Regions from separate parts of the Anas platyrhynchos genome. Here region 1 is linked to region 2. The links are chromatin contacts, called in public Hi-C maps. All regions are on one chromosome and are shown on one strand. The core of a region is the stretch at or near the end of the contact, and the rest is flanking DNA. Distances in the headings are between cores, read along the strand shown. Region 1 has its middle 55 kb from the start of DPT. Region 2 has its middle 22 kb from the start of DPT.

Evidence for each region. Hi-C and Micro-C count contacts between places; a contact is called where the count stands out from the background.
Region 1: a Hi-C map of F5 follicle shows a contact between it and region 2, with 2.6 times the contacts expected there. The contact joins two enhancer-like sites. A contact is called at or near these places in 3 of 8 Hi-C or Micro-C datasets (F5 follicle, skeletal muscle and subcutaneous adipose tissue).

Annotation. Positions count from the first base shown.
Region 1 is chr1:88,460,927-88,463,872 of IASCAAS_PekinDuck_T2T, forward strand. No RefSeq gene overlaps it. Among named protein-coding and RNA genes, the nearest start is that of DPT, 55 kb to the left of the region's middle. Within about 2 kb of position 1,510, at least 3 of the 8 cell types and tissues checked have an H3K27ac peak or open chromatin away from gene starts, as enhancers often do. A contact at or near this core is called in F5 follicle, where this site is marked.
Region 2 is chr1:88,384,469-88,387,678 of IASCAAS_PekinDuck_T2T, forward strand. No RefSeq gene overlaps it. Among named protein-coding and RNA genes, the nearest start is that of DPT, 22 kb to the right of the region's middle. Within about 2 kb of position 1,518, at least 5 of the 8 cell types and tissues checked have an H3K27ac peak or open chromatin away from gene starts, as enhancers often do. A contact at or near this core is called in F5 follicle, where this site is marked.

The DNA.
Region 1 (2,946 bases), core at 260-2,759, 76 kb after region 2:
GTTATTAGACATTATTACATACGATTAATAAAGTTGAGTTTCTTGTGGTGACAGGTACAATCAATGAACAGTGTCATGACATTTCCAAGAATGCTATAGATGGAAAAAAAAAAAAGCAGTTGGGTAAACATAACTGGGCAGATGGAGGAAGAAGCACCATCACAAACCACAGAACACAAAGTGCCACCAAGAACATTTTTGTGGCCCATAGAACTCACTCATTCTCTGCTGCATCAAGTCTATATCCAAAATGAAAGAAAGACATAAACATTGATCATCTGCAAAAGCGTCTTTGCAAAGATAGAAGTAGAAAATTGATGAAATAACGAAGAATAGTTCTCTAAAGAATTCTCAAAAGAATAGTATGTGAAATATATTAGCAAAGCAAAGCAAACAAGAAGTGCCTGCAGCCAGAGTCCCTCTAAACTGCCAAAAACTTTGAAGGGTCACCTCAGTGTACTAGAGATGCATGCAAAATGCAGAGACTCAGTAACCTGAAGCACCTTGAGCAATTTGGAGGATTAGGAATTAGTTTATGTTTTCTCTAGAGTTCACAACCTTGCCTGCAGGAAGGAATAACTGAAGTTATTCTAGTGGCTCTGAGCAGATGAGGTGTGAAATGTACCGTGTGCAGCTGCCTACCCAGCTGTAGTTTTCACTGACTCACAATACCTCCTAGGTAGCCACTGCCTTCAGTTGTGCTCATTGTGTACTACACAACCTTTTTTTTGAAAGGAACTAAAATGCTGTTGACACAATACTGTGGCCAGAAGAATTCACACTTAGCTTGCTGGACTGTGTTTCTCTGCAGAAATGTGAAATACTATAAACACCTCTGCAAAATAATGTAGAAGAATTTAGAAGAATTTTAAGTTAGGAATAAACCTTATCATTTTAAAATGACACATGGACTCTAAATAACAGAGATCCGGGATATGATTCCTCAGCATATAGCTCTGTGCATCTCAGTAAACTATTATGCTCTCCCTTGACTGGACCAGCGGTGGTTAAAGCTACCATCAACAGAACCTGTGTCCCACTGTTGGGATTGTGCAGAGTTCATGGAGGGTGGAAATATGGCTGGCATTTAAATAGGATTAGGGAACAGCAAAGACTTCTAATATCTGTTACAAATCCACCTGGACAGATACCAAAAACATGGTGGTCCCGGACAGCAGTAGCATAAGGACCCTTATCACTTATAGTGTAGTGAGCTTCCATTTACATAGCCCAGCAGGGAGACGCATAGCCTGAGGTCTTTATTATTGCTCTGATTTCTCCTAGAAACAATCTTGCCTGACCTTTCCAGAGGCACAATTAAGCAGAGGAATTGCAAAGCAGGAGCATGTATTTTTAAAGCAGTCACTTTGAACAATTTGTAAGCGATGCCTTAACAAAGCTTGGGTATGAGTCTGGGGCTTCTGATCATTCTGGGATAAGCTTTCTCCTCCCTGTTTGGGATTATGTCTTCATGAAAGAGCCATCCCAGACCACGCACTGTCTGTGTTTACAAAAAAACAGAGAGGAGGCTGACCTTGTCTGCAGAGAGGATCAAAGGGCAGACTCCTGAAGTCCCCTAGCACACTTAAAATCAGCATGCCTGTTGTTTACAGCTTTCTTTTCAAATTTAGAAACAGAGCCTTTTCTCATCTCACTTGTTCCTGGCTGCAGAAAGGTCTCCAGCTATTTACGTATGTTACAGAGGTGCCAAAAGACACACAACACAGCTGGCAGCTTCCAGGGGGCTTGGCTCCAGTAACACTGCCACTATCCAGACTTTTTTAGAAGCTACTTTATTGCAGCAAATCTTTTTTTCCAGTAGGAACACTTTGATCTGAGAACTTTATATCTATATGTATGTGTATATTTATATTTATATTTATATTTATATTTATATTTATATTTATATTTATATTTATATGCACGCTTCCTGATCTGATAGACATTTTTAGACCTCAAGATGAGAAAAGGGTGCAAAACAACTTCACTTCCTCGGTAATCTGTTAACAACTCCTTAATTATTACCCATTGTGAGCTGGCTCAGATGACATACAAGTTTTTTAACCTATCACACAAAATGCGAGATGTGCTGCATTTTGGTAAATGGTGTAGCAGTTATGCCCTCCTTATGTATACTGCATCCTTAAATCTACTGTAGCAAAGCTGTATGCAGAGATGAGGAGCCATTGCTTCATTCTGTCAAGAACAGACTGTCTGCAAGCTTCGATTCACATTGTTCTTGTTTGCTTCTCCAACAAACAACCTCTGGCTACATTAAAAAAAAATAAAATATGAAAATATTTGTAATAATATTTAAAATTTGACTTTTTTTTTTTTTTTAATGAAGAGCCCCAGAATGAATTAGTTTTCCCTTTCCTCTCTCTTTTTATTTCAATTTGGGGAAAAGGAAAGAAACCAGAGAAAGAACACGATGGAATTAGACTGTAATCTGTTTGCATCACTTCCCTTTGTGTGCTTTAGTTAAACGGTCTACAAGTAAAGGAGAAACTGAAAAGACTGGGGAAAACATAATTTGTTTTTCTGTTTTTCTCCATGACACTTTTTTTTTTTTCTACAAACTCTTCCATGGTGAACTCAGTCATGGTGAAACACTTCTTACCCCCTTATTGTTTCTTTGTAACCTCAACTAAAAGCCACAGAGTGACAACGAAGCACTGCCAACACCTCAGCCATGCAGTATATGATACAAACAGTTTGTTTTTCTCAGGTGCCTTTGAATGTTATGATATTCCTTAGTTCAATTGAAGTAAGAAGGGTTACTTCAATTACTTGTTACCTTCCAATACTTTCCTCTGTTCCAGTTTCCCCATCACACACCTCTTATATACCTGTCTCATTAAGATGCCCTTCCAATATCACCAAGGACTTAAACTTCAAGCGGAACTCTTCCTGCAACTTCTCACCAGCCATCTCAAGACTGCCTCC
Region 2 (3,210 bases), core at 268-2,767:
TCAACCCTGTACACAAAACTTTAAGGTTCTTGCAAGCACCCCCGCTGGAGAAAAGATAGAGCAGAAACAAAACATTAGGGAAGATTTTCCTCTGTATTCAGGAAAGGCAATTCAGGAAGGTTGTCTAGAGGTTGCATTTAGTTTGCCTTTAATGTTTTTGAAGGGGAGAGTGTTTTAAACCTTCAGAAGTGGGCAGCCACCTCAGGACAGTGGACTCTGCTCTCTCCAGTGGAGATCCCTCACTCTTTATGCCTGGCCCCCTGTGTGGGCCAGCATGAAATAGCTGCGGTCCCAACCATGCTCTCACCTTTACCTCTTACTGAAGATTTCTTTGGCAGCTGGGCACTTTTGGGGGCATGAGGGCAGTGAAAGGACTGTGCTCACCTGACAATGTGGATAGGGCTTGTCTTTGTGCAGAAATGTAGGAGATGTAGTGAAAGCAGGAGTGCTCTGCTCCTCTTTCCTCTCTGGGGACTCAGGCATGCAGCACCTCCAGGCAGAATTCCCTCAAGGGATGGGCAGGGCTCACAAATCAGAGAACTGGCTCCTGGCCAGCACTCGGTCCTTCATCTGTTGTAAAAGCAAACTCCTAAGATGCCCTATATGTGAAATGAGCTACAGACAAGCTTGGTTCTACCTCAGAGGGTATTAGAGTTAATAGCTTAATGTTCTCGCAGCAGGGAGAAAAAAAAAAAGCTATGCAGGCATTTTGAGCAGCCTCAATACTGGGCTGTGTGTTTCTGGTTGTTAGGGAGAGGAGTAGGATCCCATTTTGTATGCAGATTTCAGTGCTGAGGTCTAACGTCTCATGATGCTGGGGCAACAGATATCTGGCCATTCCTTCTGCAGTGATCATCAGGCGACCTTGAGATCTACCCAACTGAGGCAGTACGGTTTCTATAAATATCCCATTTTCCAGGACTGTGTTTTCAGCTGCATCAGAGAAAATCCTAGTGAAGAATCAATTCGGTTGGGCTCTCCCTCCCCCTGGCCCTTAGTCTGGGTTGTAAAAAAAGCCTTGGAGATTTCTCTTTTAGCACTGACCTTCTGAGCAATCTAATGATGAAGATAGGAAGAGGCTGCAACCAGACTGAGAAAAAAGAAAAGCCTTTTGCTAGGAGGGAAATGTGTGAGTAATATACACATTGTTGGCCAGTGGCCAAATCACTCTAGTAACGGCTGTTAGCTCCTCTCACCAAGAAAATGATCAGATGCGAAGGAGAGGCTGCAGTCGGGTGTCAGAAATGCTGAGTCGCAAGGGGAGAGTGCCGCATCCGATGGAAATTTACCCAGGAGCCGGCGACCTTCACACGCTGCTGGGGACAAGGAACGGGGGCTTGCAGGGATATCCTGCTCTCACTCACACGCAGCTGTGCCACCTCCATGTCACCGCCCAGGTAGAGCACAGCCCAAAAAAGGAGGCCAGGAGCTGAGCTGAGGAGCTGTACAAGCTCCAGGACAGAGCTGGGTGGTGCTTACACAGCGTGCAAGGATGGCTGTCCCCACAGCATCGCCTGATCTATGGTGATTACTTGCCTCAGGTGACTACTTGCTGCTCGTCTGGCCACTCCCCTGCTGCACTGGACACACGGTCTAGAAATGAGGCAGTTGGGTCCAGGGGACTCGTGCCTGGGGCTACCCCCTCTGGAGAAGGCAGGCAGCAAGTTGACCTCACAACTCCCTGGTTTTAGGGCTTTCCTAGGGGGAGCTTCAGTATAGCCATTTTCTCCCTGTTTCAGACATGGTAAGCACAGTTCAGAATTAGTCTGGCTTCACCCTTCTCAGAGGGGTTTGAGGTTTGGGAGATCACCAGGACATCTCCCTTCCTCCTCACCCCAAGCACTGGAACATGGTCGATGGCTTCGCCTGCAAGATTGCATCCTCTCCATGACAGACAGTGGGGAATGGAGGAGGATGTGCAATTATGCCAGAGGACAAAGGATATAAGGCAGTAATTGAGAGCTGGAGCTTAAAATACAGAGCAACTACTTGCATTGAGTTGCAAGATGAAAAAATAGGGAGAAAGAGGCAGTTGGTGATGCAATGATGGAGATGCTGGCTAGATGGTGCTAGCACATACTCCTGTACACTTGTCAGGGACTAATACAACATTATTACTTATTTTCCTTTAGACAGAGGTTTCGTTTCCATTGCAAAAGCCTGAGAAACTACTGCTGGTTGATGGTACTGCTGACAGAGAACTGGCAGTCCCCAGGGAAGTTCTTGTCCCTTTCAAAAATTAAGGGCTTCTGCAATATAGGAAGGATAATGCACTCTCTGCAGCGTGCTGAATGATAATCAGATAACTTACTCAATCCAGTACTCCCATGTGGGCTAAACATAACATAAAAAATGGTATCTGCCTCACATCACCCTTGAAATCACCCCTTCTTGCACGGCACTGCAGGGACTTGTCCTTAATCCTCTGGACCATACTGGATTAAACTCTCCTGGTTGCACTAACAGAGCCAGCGGCAGTCACCAAGGCAACAGCAGGCTCCTCGGCCCCTAAAAGGAGCATGTCTACATGGCGAGGTGAAGATCTTGGCCCAAGCACACCCAGCCCTATGATCCACGCACCTTCCTTTTGTACACTGTGCTTTTAGTTTGACCTCCACCTGCTTGTGGATCTGCTCTTCAGAAGATGCAGGTCCAGGCAGGAGAGATCCTGTGCCTGCAGTGGTGGAAACCAAAGTGCTTCTGGGACACCTGCTGGGGCTTGACCCAGCAGGCTGTGTAAAGCACGCTAGGATGATACTCAGACTCCAAAGCTTGGGTTCCATGCCCTCTGACTGAATATCTGTGTGTGAGCAATATAGATGGAGGTAAATTAGATCTTGGAAGTAGGCACAGACCTAAGGTGAACTCCCTATGAAGCTATGCCTTACAGAGAGCCCAGTCACCACTAGAGGGAACAGAAGGCCACACTGAATGACAAAATTATAAGATCGCTCTCTAAAATAAATGCAGTCAACTGGAAAATACCAGCAGGCATTCTCCATTAAAACTAGAACAAAATGAACCTGAAATACAGATACCTCCTAATCTGCTGGGAGGAGAAAGCAGAAACCGGCAGTGGAGAGCAAGCGGGAATTTCAAACCTCCTTCTTCCAAGCTCCATCACCAACCCTTCCATATAAGCAGTGGAATAGAAGTGACACCTTTGTATCTACATATCCCCGAGGCTGTTGACAGGAGGCCGGTGTCAGT